Regions from separate parts of the Callithrix jacchus genome. Here region 2 is linked to region 1. The links are chromatin contacts, called in public Hi-C maps. All regions are on one chromosome and are shown on one strand. The core of a region is the stretch at or near the end of the contact, and the rest is flanking DNA. Distances in the headings are between cores, read along the strand shown. Region 1 overlaps MYH9 (myosin heavy chain 9). Region 2 overlaps TXN2 (thioredoxin 2).

What was found. Hi-C and Micro-C count contacts between places; a contact is called where the count stands out from the background.
Region 2: a Hi-C map of skeletal muscle shows a contact between it and region 1, with 6 times the contacts expected there. The contact joins two enhancer-like sites. A contact is called at or near these places in 2 of 3 Hi-C or Micro-C datasets (both in skeletal muscle).

The regions. Positions count from the first base shown.
Region 1 is chr1:207,263,194-207,269,996 of calJac240_pri, forward strand. It overlaps MYH9 (myosin heavy chain 9), which reads right to left. Exons shown (of 41, transcript XM_078339682.1): 6 at 2,944-3,036; 7 at 2,298-2,361; 8 at 727-825; 9 at 148-291. Among named protein-coding and RNA genes, the nearest start is that of MYH9, 92 kb to the right of the region's middle. Within about 2 kb of position 4,243, at least 11 of the 16 cell types and tissues checked have an H3K27ac peak or open chromatin away from gene starts, as enhancers often do. A contact at or near this core is called in skeletal muscle, where this site is marked.
Region 2 is chr1:207,418,362-207,425,164 of calJac240_pri, forward strand. TXN2 (thioredoxin 2) reads right to left here. Exons shown (of 5, transcript XM_078339817.1): 4 at 1,564-1,686; 5 at 808-1,096. The coding sequence ends at 1,573. Among named protein-coding and RNA genes, the nearest start is that of TXN2, 14 kb to the right of the region's middle. Within about 2 kb of position 4,355, at least 7 of the 16 cell types and tissues checked have an H3K27ac peak or open chromatin away from gene starts, as enhancers often do. A contact at or near this core is called in skeletal muscle, where this site is marked.

The DNA.
Region 1 (6,803 bases), core at 2,993-5,492:
TTCTGAGGAACCATTTCCCCACACGCTGAAGGTCTTCCCCTCCCACTGGCCTCTATCAGGCTCCCCAGGCCCACTGGCTGCCCTGATGTCCCTGATGCCCAGCCTTCCCCTGCCCCGCCCTCCCCCACAGGAGGGCCAGCCCTGTACCCATTTGCTCCTCTTCTGGGATGCCCATAATCCTCATGGCCTCCATGGTCTCCTGGAACATGTCCTTGTCCTGCTGCCCGGGGATGGTGACGTGCCCATTGGACAGGAAGCGGTATTTGTTGTACGGCTCCAACAGGAGATCGGCTGTAAGTAAGGAGTGGAGGACAAGGGCGTCTCAGCGAGGCGCTGAAAGCAGAGGCTCCATCCTCGCTGTGATCTCAAAGGCTGGAGAGACTGGGACAGACCCTGAGCCCTGAAATGCCCTGGAAACTGTGGAGTGGCCAGTGACGTTGGCTTTCCTGTGTCTGAGACGCTGACACTCAGGTCTCCTGGCCCAGGAGAGCACCAGGGCCCCATCATTTGCAGCTGCACGTGCAAGCCACCCTAGCTCTTCTCTGGCATGGTCAGAAACAGAAGACCAGGTCCTTAGGATGGCACAGAGAACAGGAGTTGCTCTCACTTCTCCCCACTAGACCCAAGGTCAAAGTTTTCATTTCCCGAATGATGTCTATGGCCCAATTCTGGCAGGAGACCCAGAGCCTGGCAGCCCCAGCCTCAGGCTACAGGCCAACTACTCACTCTTCAGGTGCTCTCCAGCCCCAGACAGGAGATAATAGAAGATGTGGAAAGTCCGTTCTTCCTTGGCTTGGCGGATGGCACGAGATTTCTCCAGGAGATCTTCACAAACATTAAGGAACAACACAAGATGGGGGGAAAGGCAAGCCCTCCACTGCCCTCGTTTTTTGAAGATGGTCTCATTCTGTCACCCAGGCTGGAGTGCAATGGTGCAATCTCAGCTCACTGCAGCTTCCACCTCCTGGATTCAAGCAATTCTCCTGCCTCAGCCTCCCAAGTAGCTGGGAATTTCAGGCGTGTCCCACCACACCCAGCTAATTTTTGTATTTTTAGTAAAGATGGGCTTTCACCATGTTGGCCAGGCTGGTCTCAAACTCTTGACCTCAAGTGACCCACCCACCTCAGCCCCCAAAGTGCTGGGATTACTGGGCGTGAGCCACTGTGTCTTCCATTGTCCTCTTATTCTCATCCAAAGGAACTGAACTTCATCAGGAAGGAAGAATGGCACAAAATGGCAAAATACAGCAAAAGCAAACTGCCTTGGTTCTTACCTTCAAGGGGCACAGCATGTCCAAGAGGAGCTCACACCCCTCAGGAGTCTTGTCTCATTCCCCTTTTTTTTTTTTTTTTTTTTGAGACGGAGTTTCGCTCTTGTTACCCAGACTGGAGTGCAATGGCACAATCTTGGCTCACCACAACCTCCGCCTCCGGGGTTCAGGCAAATCTCCTGCCTCAGCCTCCCGAGTAGCTGGGATTACAGGCATGCACCACCATGCCCAGCTAATTTTTGTATTTTTAGTAGAGATGGGGTTTCACCTTGTTGACCAGGATGGTCTTGATCTCTTGACCTCGTGATCCACCCGCCTCGGCCTCCTAAAGTGCTGGGATTATAGGCGTGAGCCACCACGCCCGGTCCCCCCCTGCCTTTTTTTGAGACAGAGTCTCACTCTGTCACCCAGGCTGGAGTGCAATGGCGCGATCTAGACTCACCACAACCTCCACCTCCCAGGTTCAAGTGATTCTCCTGCCTCAGCCTCCTGAGTAGTTGGGACTACAGGCATGTGCCATCATGTCCGGCTAAGTTTTGTATTTTCAGTAGAGATGGGGTTTCACTATGTTGGCCAGGATGGTCTTGATCTCCCGACCTCGATGCTCCACTCACCGTGGCCTCCCAAAGTGCTGGGATGACGGGCGGGAGCCACCCCACCCGGCCTCCTTGTCTCATTCTTACAGATAATAGAAACAAGAACAGTCCCACAAGTGAAGGTTAAATGCTGGTATGTGGGAGAGATAAATCAGCATCCTCTAAATGGCCCCCTCTGGGAGCCACTAGACACCTTTCAACAACTCCATGTCAATCAAACCAGAACGTTACCCTTCCCGTGAATAAAGTCCTAAGGTCTGTGTTGGGTTTGCACTGAGCTGACCCTGACAGTCCTCCCAACTCCACGGAGAAGGTATCATGACCAGCCCAGAATGGGAAAGTGCTGCAATCAGGAGGCAGCTTTTTCTCTACAGAAGTCATGCCGCCCCTCCAGATCCAGAACTCTCATCCCAACAAACCACAAGGATACAAGTCTCGATGTTGGCTCCAACGATGTAACCGTTGACATCAAAGTTGATTCGAATGAATTTGCCCTACGTAAAGGAGGATAATGAGAGATCAGGGGTGCCCCTGCCTTGGGGAGCTAGTAAGAAAGAGACCGGAGCCCCCCGCCCCACCTCCAGTGGGCACAGCTTGGAGGGAGAAAACCCATGCCCCTATGGCCACCTTGTGTGGGCCCTCAGGGCTCCGGCACCACACACCACACTGCCTGAGGCCACGAGCCCAAGACAAGTGGAGCCCACACCCCAGTTCCTCCGCAGAGCGGGAAAGAGGCCAGTTATCTGGAAGTGTTCCTCTCTGCCTGACCTGGGAACTAACTGGCTCCTGGTGGCAGCAGGACACTCTCGGGCAGCATAGGCAACACCCTCACTGGCCTTTCCTCCTGCCATGAGGGAGGCTGAAGAAGCTACTTGTGGTCTCCTTCCTTAAGAGGGACAGGGCAGGTCCACACCAACTGGCATTCGGTCTGGCCTAGTCCATGCAACAGGCCAGACAGTACTAACTCTGAATTGTCCTTGGTTTTGAGGGAAGGGCACCCAGGAGAAGGCCGCATGAGCCAAAGCTCTGGGCAGAGCCCTCTGTCCCGAGAGCCGGGGCACCGCCGCACTACTCACAAAGCGGGAGGAGTTGTCATTCTTCACGGTCTTGGCGTTCCCGAAGGCCTCCAAGATGGGATTGGCCTGCAGCAGCTGCCGCTCCAACTCACCCTGCAAGGAACCCAGGGATGCAGTGAAGGCCGGGTAGCAACCTGGGCTGCCGCGCCTGCCCTGCCAAGAAGGGGACGATGGGCAGAGCCGTGTCAGCACATCCAATGTGCCAGGAACAGAGGCTTCTGAGTGGACTCCAGTGTGCCACTCAAGCCAAAGCCAGGCCCCAGTATCACCCAAGTGCGGCCTTCCTGCTGAGCTTTGGAAACCTTGGTCAGTTTCAGCTTACTTCCGTGGCCCTAGAAACAGCAGGCAGGAAGCTCCCTCAGCTCTAGGAACCTGGCCCTGGAGGACCCAGATGAAAGCAGCACATGAACTAGGGGAGCCGGTAGCATAGACACCCTGGGACAGTGGCTCCACCCTGTGTCCACCGGCCTCCCTTTCCCTCCTTGCCTCTAATCCTCACATTTTATTCTTTTTTATAGGAAAAGGCAATGAAAGAATCAGATCTGGAAAATATACATGCTCATCTCATCTGTGTCCTAATAAATGCTTCCCTTTCCGTGCCAGCCCCTCCACTGCCACACCCTAAACCCACCATGGCAGGCAGTGAGCACTCAAGCCATGAACTGCAAGCTATTTACTGAAAATGCCAATAAATCCTGTTGTGGACTCAACAGTGCTTTGTGGTTGACAAAAATGCAGCCTTGTGCCTTCTTACCCCTGGAAGCCCACCATACTCAGGGGACTGGACAGAGTGGCCCCATTTGACAGCAGAGGAAGCTGAGGCAACGTCATCCCGCTATCAATCAGCAGAGCAGGATGGCGGGATTCAAGTACCCGACCTAACCCGTCAGCCACTGCCCTGTCTTCACATCTGTGCAGCAGCCTCATGCAGGCCAGGGAATAGCTAACGCCGGCTGAGGACACTGGGGAGCTCGTTCCCCTTAATGCCTGAGTGCCTTCTTGAGGAAAGAGCACCACACAAGGCCCAGGCGAGCCTTTGTATTTATTAAACACTGGAGTCAAGCCAGGGTTTTCCGGGAACGGCAGTCGCCTGTGAGTGATGACAAGGAAAACCGGGAGTAGCATGAGCTCCCAGGAGAGTCCTGGACTCTGGCTTCACAAGCACACCTGCCACAGACAAAGCCTGTCTGCAGGGCACTGGGAACACTCTGGATTCTAGCTGAGCCAGGCTGGAAGCCCACCTGAGACCACAAGGGACAAAGCAGAGCCTCCTCCACTGGCAGCCCACCTAGGCCAGGACCCACCAACCCGGAGCTAGGAAGCCTTCCGTCTGAGAGCCATCCGGATGAGTGAAGGCATTGCTCTGCTGCCAAGGCAGGAGGAAGGAGGGTCAGCAGGGCCAGGTCAGGGGGCAGGGGTCCAACCCTCAGAGTAGGCTCTACATGTGTGCTGGGCACCAGTGGTAACTGGACACCATGCTTCCACCCACAGGCCTTGGGCGGGCCTGGGAAGTCGGTTGAGGCAGCCCACGGAGCCAGATTTGGATGAGAATGGCTCCCCCACCCCCTACAATGTTCTTCTCAGAGCATGGGCCAGGCTGCCAGGCTGGCTGAGCCGCTCCCGTTCCCGCAGACAGACAGAAGGGAGCACAGCCCCCCTACAGGGCCTGCACTTGCCCTGGCTAGGAGGTGAACTGGGGCCTCTGCGTGGGACCACATGCTGTGGCCGTGGAAAGTGGGACCCCGGGGCCAAGTCGGGAGCAGCCACTTCAGATTCCAGAGCCAAGTTCCCTGCTGACGACGGTGAAGACTAGCCTATGGCCTTTTCTCTACTGACATCTAACTGGGCACAGAAGTGACTTTAATTTTTCAGTGGAATCTGCGTAACATGAAATGACACGCTACTGTATGTCCTACATGCTCACAAGGTTTGGGGTCACCTACCAGTTTCTGAAGGGCTTCACTGTTTCTGCCGGTGGCGCCCAACTAGTGCACAAATAACAGAGCAGGGCGAGTCAAAGGTCAGCAGGTCAGGCTCCGGGCACTTGCCTGGAAAGCCCCTTGGCTCAAGCTCTGCTTTGCCAACCCGCAGCCCAGGCCAAACCTGGCCTCCCTGCAGCAAGGTGAGGTCTGGAACAACCCCTCTGCTGGTGTTGAGAGGGTCAACTCAGCCACTGCAAATGAGAGAATGCTCACTCCCCAACCAAGTTCAACGGTGTTCTGTGCCCCAGCTGCCTGTGGAAAATCACAACACAGCTTCGGGCAAGGAAATCAACCAAACTGGCCAATGGCCTTTTGAGCCGACAGCCTGAGCTGTGACTGGAAGCCAGGGGCAACCTATTCCCTCACTCCAGTGGGCTCAGGGCAGGGACAGGGTGCCTACCAAAGTCCACATTTTGACAACATGGCTCCCACTGTCACCCCCAACCCCAGCACGCTGTCATTGCCGAGTACTGCCTTCCCCTCTACAGCAGGGACCCCAGATGGAAGGCACATGATCGATTTCACTGCCCTCTAACTGTGTCCTGTCTCCTGTCTTCCAGGGCAGTCAATGTCAGCCTCCCAAGAACGGGTCACATACTAGGCATTCAATCCATAGTTGGGAAATGGATTTTACTGCAAATTCAGAGATGGAAAACCACAGCTAGAGAACTCCTAACCTCACAGCTCTGTTTTTAAAATAGGCCTCCTAAAAAGAATGGAGAATGGGGTGGAGGGGGGAGGTAGGGGGTGGGGAGGTGGGGGGGTAGAGGGGAAGAGAGAGAGGGAAAAGAAAAGAAACTTTATTAGTTTCTAAATATAACTCCTGACGCCCCATGGAAAAAGATTCCCAATGTCTTAAGAAGCTTGGCACATGGAAAGTTACTTTTGATTCAGTTCCAGAAGACTGTACTCATTAGGCCATTCTGCAGGCCACACCCCAGACCTGCATGCAGACTCACACCCTTCCTTACTTACGAATGTCGCACACAGCACGCCAGTAAGGTGGGGCCGCCGGGAGCAGCCAAGCTCCCCTGATGGCTTCAAGGAACACCACTGGCACTTAGGTTTCATGGGGGAGTTTAAGAATGTGTGCTTGAGAGAGAGAGAGAGCACCCCACGGTCATGCTGACATCTAATCACCCCAACCTCTGAAAAATTCCAATGTGAGACCTCCCTGGCACTGCTTCCAACTAGCACAGCGGTGGCAGGTGAGGGCAGCCAGCCATCTGCATCTGGTCTGGAACACGGAGCGGGGAGGGCTCCGTGAGAGTGGAGTCTCCATCCACCGTGCAGAGGTCAGGTTCTGCACGGGGCATGACAGCTATGGTGCACTGTGGGGAAGTCTGGGCATGACTGGAGTTTCTGAGAATACCTAGGTGTGAGGCCCACCCCCATTCTGCAGGAGCTGTCATTTTAGAGTGCACAGGAGGTCACTGTGTGCCACACCCAGCCCCTCCTCCCAAGACAGTCTGTGAGCTCAGTCTAAAAGAGTTCTAGCTGCAGAAAGTGACCAGTGTGGGGTGAAAAGCTGCTTAGAACAAAATACAGAATTCAAGGGCACACGATGGGCAGAACACGCATTCGCAGTGCAGAACGTGCAGTAAACGTGCAGCTCACCTAGCGAGGACACTGCTGGGTTCAACCATAAGCCATCAAAAGGGAGAGGAAAAAAACGGAGGTGAGATGACTTTCCAACTGCCCTTTCGCTCTTCGCTGGGGTGCTGGGAGTGGGTGGCTGTCCACCCAGAGGCATTTCAACGGCAGGGAAAAGAAATGGATTCAAACACAGGTCCGCTCGAGACCCTGAAAGCATCCAGCAACTTGAGGACCAAGTCTTGGAACATGCCTTCCAGCCTCAGAAGGGGAGGACACACAGCA
Region 2 (6,803 bases), core at 3,105-5,604, 160 kb after region 1:
TCTCCACTGATGCCAGTTGCTGGTTCCATCATCTCCATGTACCTGTGACAGCCCCTGGGGCCTAGAGTCCTTCAGAGGCCAGGGGCCCCTCTCCTCTGTCTCAGAAGCCTTCTCAAGGCAGTCCTTGGGTGGGCCCCTGAAGAACTCAAGGCAGTTCTAATAGGAAGAGGATGAGGCTCTGGGAACAGAGCAACACTAGCCCCCCGGGATCCCTGGGGCCACGGGGTAGGGTGTCAGCATCCCCTGCCGTGAAGCACCCGATTCACAGGAAGCCGGGGCCTCATCCAGGTTAACTGAGCCCTAACGACAGCTTGGCCCTAGGAGCAAGGCAGAAGGAAGGGGTTGGCAAGCCTGGTTCCCCCGGCACACACCTCCATGGCCAAAGGAGATGGGGGCCAAGAGAGGTTGTCTGGTCCCAAGGCCCAGAGGTTCCTGCAGGCACATGTGGAAAGGATAGCCTGATCCCCACAGGGGCAGCCAGGAGCCCATCAGTGGGGGAGGCCTCAGAAGGGTCAAGGGGATCAGCTGTGGGAGCCCAGGTTTCAGAGGCAACCACATCCGGATAGAAACCCCAGCTCTGCATCCCATGAGGCAGCGTCTTCATCAGGGTAACGGGGACGACAGCCTCTTGCTTTAGGAGGGTCTGAGGATGGTGCACGTAGCATCCTCAGAATAGCAGCCACTGCTGACAAGTGTCAGTGAACAGGAGGGGCTGGTTGCAGAGGGTCGTGGAGGTAGGGGAGGACGCAGGGACAGTGGACATGCCCCCAGGGAAAGGGTCACAAGTGTTCTGAGCCCACACAGATGCGACACTGCAGACCCTTGCTTTATTGGTCTGATTTGTTCACAGTTAAGCCCCCTGCTCAGAGAACCAATAGGCAGTGAACAAGTGAAGGAGGTGCCTCAAGCCTTTCAGGGTCAAGGCTCTGCTGGATTCCCCAGCCCATCACTGATTTTCTGCCCCTCTGCCTGGGAGGCTAGGTGGAAGGGGGGCTTCCTGGGGGTGCGGATGGGCAACTGCAGGGGATTTCAGTGTGGGACCCAGGGTCTGCTCTTCACAGAGGTGGAAGGGATGACTAAGTGTTTTATTACAGACCTACAAAAAACATGAGAGAATCATCTATTACTCTCGCTAGTTGGGGCTTCCTTTTTCTTTTTACAAAACAACAACAGGAAAGAGAAATGCAGGTGGCAGATGCACCAGGCACGAGGCTTCAGATCAGAAGGGACCAGAGATGAGGACCAAGGTGTGGCTGCCTGACCAGGAGCGCTGTGGGCTGGCCAGGGTTCTCTCCACGCATCCTGGGAGAACTGCCACAGGCCCTAGAGGGAGGGGATGAAAGCTGTGTGGGAGGGAAGACAGCGGTCGGTCCCCGGATCAGCAGCAGCACCATCCTCTGGCAGCCCTGGGCGGTCCGCCAGCTCGGAAGCACTCGTGGCCGGAGCCTGGGCTCTAAGCACGGGCCCCAGGGGCCAGACAGGAGGGAGGTGACAGCAAGGGCCGGCACGGAAGGGCTGAGTTCTACTGGGGTCCCGCGCATGGGCAAGGGAATCAGGACTTGCCCCCGTGTGTCAGCCAATCAGCTTCTTTAGGAAGGCCTCCAGCTGATCCTCATCCTTGATGCCTACAAACTTGTCCACCACGTCCCCATTCTTCATGGCCAGCACAGTGGGTACCGCCGACACCTGGGTGGGGAGGACAAGGGGGTCTAAGTGAATTGGAAGTGAACTCTTCTCAACTGCCATTCCTGGGCCTTTATGGGGAAGGGTGGTGGCTTATCCAGGGCATTGACTTCCCAAAGCCACGGGCAGGCCTGGAGGAATGTGGCTCTTCCCTTGGTGCAGGGGTACTGCAGGGCCCAGGGGCCACCCGCTGAAGAAACTTCTTCCACTGCGAGCTCCCAACATTACCCTTCCTCCCTCAACCACAAGACTGATTCACTGGCCCAGTGGTTTTGCTGGAATGACGGAAGAGATGGAAATAACTCATGCAGCTGCAGGCCAGGGCTGGGGCAGGGAGGAGTTAAGGGAAAGCCTAGCCCCAGGGGAGACAGGCTGAGGGACAGTTCGAGTCCTGGCTTTGCACTCACTAGCAAGTGGGCCTTGGCCAGGTCACAGCACCTTTCCGAGCCTCAGTGTCCTTTACTATAAAAGGAGGGTAATGTCTACCTTTAGGGTTTGGGATGGACATAAAAGATTCAAGTATAGGCTGGGCACAGTGGCTTACACCTCCAATCCCAGCCCTTTAGGAGACTGAGGATTGCTTGAGTTCAAGAGTTCCAGAGTAGCCTGGGCAATAGAGTGAAACCTTGTTTTTTTTTTTGAGACGGAGTTTCGCTCTTGTTACCCAGGCTGGAGTGCAGTGGCGTGATCTCGGCTCACCGCAACCTCCGCCTCCTGGGTTCAGGCAATTCTCCTGCCTCAGCCTCCCGAGTAGCTGGGATTACAGGCACGCGCCACCATGCCCAGCTAATTTTTGTATTTTTAGTAGAGACGGGGTTTCACCATGTTGACCAAGATGGTCTCGATCTCTTGACCTCGTGATCCACCCGTCTTGGCCTCCCAAAGTGCTGGGATTACAGGCATGAGCCACTGCGCCCGGCCGGTGAAACCTTGTATTTACTAAAACCCCCTCCCCAAAAATTCCCAGGCAAAGTGGTACAAGCCTGTATTCCCATACTTGGGAGGCTGGGGCAGGAGAATCACTTGAGACTGGGAGACTGAGGCTGCAGTGTACTGTGATAGTGCCATTGCACTCCAGCCGGGGTGACAGAGTAAGACCCTGCCTCAATACAAATAAACAGCCCAAGAAGTAGAAAGATTCGCATATAAAGCAGAGCTGAGGCTGGGCGCAGGGGCTCATGCCTGTAATCCCAGCACTTTGGGAGGCCGAGGCTGGCAGATCGTTTCATTTGAAGTCAGGAGTTTGAGACCAGCCTGGCCAACATGGTGAAACCCTGTCTCTACTAAAAATACAAAAATTAGCCAGGTGCAGTGGCAGGCGCCTGTAATCCCAGCTACTTGGGAGGCTGACGTGAGAGAATCGCTTGAACCCGGGGGGTGGAGACTAGAGTCAGCAGAGATTGCATCACTGCATTCCAGCGTGGGTGACAGAGACTCCCATCTTGAAAGGAAGGAAAAGAAGGAAGGAAGGAAGGAAGGAGACAGACTGAAAGAAAGAAAGGAGAAAGCAAGCAAGCAAGCAGAGCTGAGGTTCTGGCTAACCTGATCCAGCTCCTATCAGCCTGGTGAGCTGGGGCACGCCCCTCAGTAGCTCTAAGCCTCAGTGTTCTCAGATGCAAGATGGAGATACTAATAGCACTTCCATTAGAGGGTGTGAAGGCTGAATGAAATAATGAGTAAAGGCTCGGCTCAGCACAGCACCTGGCAAATAAGGGTAGGAACCTGGCACTGTGCCTGGCACACAGTGGGTACTCAAAAAAACAGTGGCTACAGAGATCACGAGGAAAAGTCTAACAGAGCCCCCATGAGAGCATGTTAGCTTGCTGCCGTGCTGAGTGAAAGGGTCCAGAAACTCAGGGACTTCTACTGGACAGCGTGAGAGGAGAGGTTTGGCCATACACGACCTGACGCTTATTAGCGGGATGCAGGCAGATGGCAGGAACAACATTCTTGGTCTGTGAAGAATTTACTCAGTTCCCTCAGGGGCCTGAATAGGTTACACAGAATTCAGATGAGTCTGCAGTCCACCAGACTGGCATTGTGAGGTCTCTGCTGCCTGGAATCCCTGCCTGGTATTTGTGGGCATTTGAGAAAACCATTTAAACAGAACAAGATAGGCCGGGCCCAGTGGTTCATGCCTGTAATCCTAGCACTTTTGGAAGCCGAGGCAGGCAGCTCACTTGAGGTCAGGAGTTCAAGACCAATCTGACCAACATGGTGAAACCCCGTTTCTACTAAAATACAAAAATTAGCCGGGTGTGGTGGCGCATGCCTGTAGTCCCAGTTACTTGGGAGGCCGAGGCAGGAGAATCACTTGAGGTAGAGGTTGCAGTGAGCCGAGACTGCGCCTTTGCACTCCAGCCTGGGCGACTGAGCCAGACTCCATCCCCACTCCAAAATAAAATAAAATAATATAAAAATAAAAAGAACAAGATAAACAGACTTTTCTTGTGTACAAGTTAACTACAAAGTAACAGCAGAGATTTATACAAACATACCAGGTCCTCACTTATCCCAGTGCTGCCCTGACACGGGCCATCTTGGAAGCCAGTAAGTAGTGTGTGCAAAACCTGTGCACATGGTAGTGAGAAAGGCATGCAGGCTGCACCGTCCCGCCCTCACCTACTAACTTTACGTGGCAGGCCCCGCACCCCACTCCTCCTGGGCACTTTGGGGACAAATACAGGTCAGAGGACACAGTCCTTGTCATTGTTAGTGCCTCAGGCCCCTTCAAAGGCTGTCCTGTCCCTAGGCTGATGGGGGTGGCAGACTGTCTCTAGGCAGGGCAAGGCCCAAGAAAGAGCTTGCTCCAGGAAGTGCCTGAAGCCACCCGGGCCTTCGTCGGCATTCTTTTGTGCCCTCTAGTGGTCTGCAAAGGCAGCTGGCGCGGGCTCCCGGCAGAAGCACAGAGCTCAACCACCGGCTCCCACCTGCACGCTGCTGCCCTATTCTGTTAATTAAAATAAACGCTTTATGCCACTGTGTAAGAAGTGGCCTAACTTTTTTCATGGCAGGACTCTAAGCTCACTGAAGAGGCTCGGAGAGTGGACTTTGCGTTCCTTAAGAACTCCAGATAGGAGGCCGGGCGCGGTGGCTCAAGCCTGTAATTCCAGCACTTTGGGAGGCCGAGGCGGGTGGATCACTAGGTCAAGAGATCGAGACCATCCTGGTCAACATGGTGAAACCCCGTCTCTACCAAAAATACAAAAAATTAACTGGGCATGGTGGCGCGTGCCTGTAATCCCAGCTACTCAGGAGGCTGAGGCAGGAGAATTGCCTGAACCCAGGGGGCGGAGGTTGCGGTGAGCCGAGATTGCGCCATTGCACTCCAGCCTGGGTAACAAGAGCGAAACTCCATCTCAAAACAAAACAAAACAAAACAAAACAAAACAAAACAAAACAAAAAAAACAAAAAAGAACTCCAGATAGGGACAAGCACAGTGGCTCACACCTGTAATCCCAACCGCTTTGGGAGGCCAAGGCAGGACTGCTCGAGGTCAGGAGTTTGAGACCAGCCTGGGAAATACAGCAAGACCTCGTCTCCACCAAAAAAAACCAAACAGCAACAACTCCAGATGAAGGCCATAATGATCGCACTCATGTAAACCTCCACACATGCCTGAACATGCACAGACCTTGCTGGTTATCAGGTATACAGCAGACATGCTGTGGATAGAGGTCTAGTCGTTACTGATCAAGGGATTTTTTAAGTTGAGCTTAAACACACGTGTATGCACACGTGCACGCACACACACACACAACCCCCCCCCCCCCCATGCTAGGGGCTCACAGGAAACCTGGGCTGGAATGGGACTTCCCTCTTTCCCGAAGAGGTGGCCGAGCCTCTGCTGCTCCTGTGTTTGGCCATCAGGAGGGGCCAGCTCCTGTAAACACTGCCTTACATGGAAGTGCACAGGGCTGTGGCACATTATTCTGGAATGTTTCGAGTGTGAAAGAGGCAGTGACTGAGCCAACTGAGCAGCTGAGGAAAAGAGCCACTAAGTTGTGTTGCCTGTCCTGTTCCAGGGACGTACTTGGAACCTCCTATTTTTCTTTTTTTTTTCTGAGATGGAGTTTCGCTCTTGTTGCCCAGGTTGGATTGCAATGACACAATCTTGGCTCACTCCAACCTCTGCCTCCTGGGTTCAAGCAATTCTCCCACCTCAGCCTCCCAAGCAGCTGGGATTACAGGTATCCACCACCATGCCCGGCTAATTCTTATTTTTAGTAGAGACGAGGTTTCTCCATGTTAGTCAGGCCTGGTCTTGAACCCCGACCTCAGGCGATCTGCTCACCTCGGCCTCTCGAAAGTGCTGGGATTACAGGCATGAGCCACTGGACCCAGCCAGAACCTCCTATCCTTGGATAAACACCCTCTACCCTCAGGGCAGGAGTATGTATGTGTGTGCAGTCTCTTTCTACTAACCCACAGCCCGCCTGCACCGCCACTGAGCTCGATGTCCTGGCATGTCTTCTGTCTCACCCCGATTGCATCCATCTGTTCACTCAGCTAAGGACCTACCAAGGGAAAGGCACAGTGCTAGGTGCTGTGGGACACTGCAGCCTCCTCCTTGGCTCATTGCAGGGTTGAAAGGAAAAGATCACTGTCACGTACTGCGTGCTTTTTTGTGTCAGGAATGATATAAACACCTGCATATGCTATCTCACACACTCCTGGCTGTGGGCAGGGTCATTTTAATGATGAGAATTCTGAGGCTCAGAGCAACTACTGCAAAATGATTTCGTGTATGCTGGGTGTGCCTGTAATCTCAGCACTTTGGGAAGACTAGGAAGGCAGATCATCTAAGGTCGGGAGTTCGAGACCAGTCTGGCCAACATGGTGAAACCCTGTCTCTACTAAAAATACAAAAATTAGCAGGTCATGGTGGCACATGCCTGTAGTCCCAGCTACTCAGGAGGCTGAGGCAGGAGAATGGCTTGAACCCAGGAGGCAGAGGTTGCAATGAGCTGAGACTGTGCCATGGCACTCCACGGTGGGTAATGCTGTGGGACACTATCTCAAAACAAACAAACAAGGCCAGGCATGGTGGCTCACGCCTATAATCCCAGCACTTTGGGAGGCCGAGGCAGGTGGATCTGAGGTCAGGAGTTCAAGACCA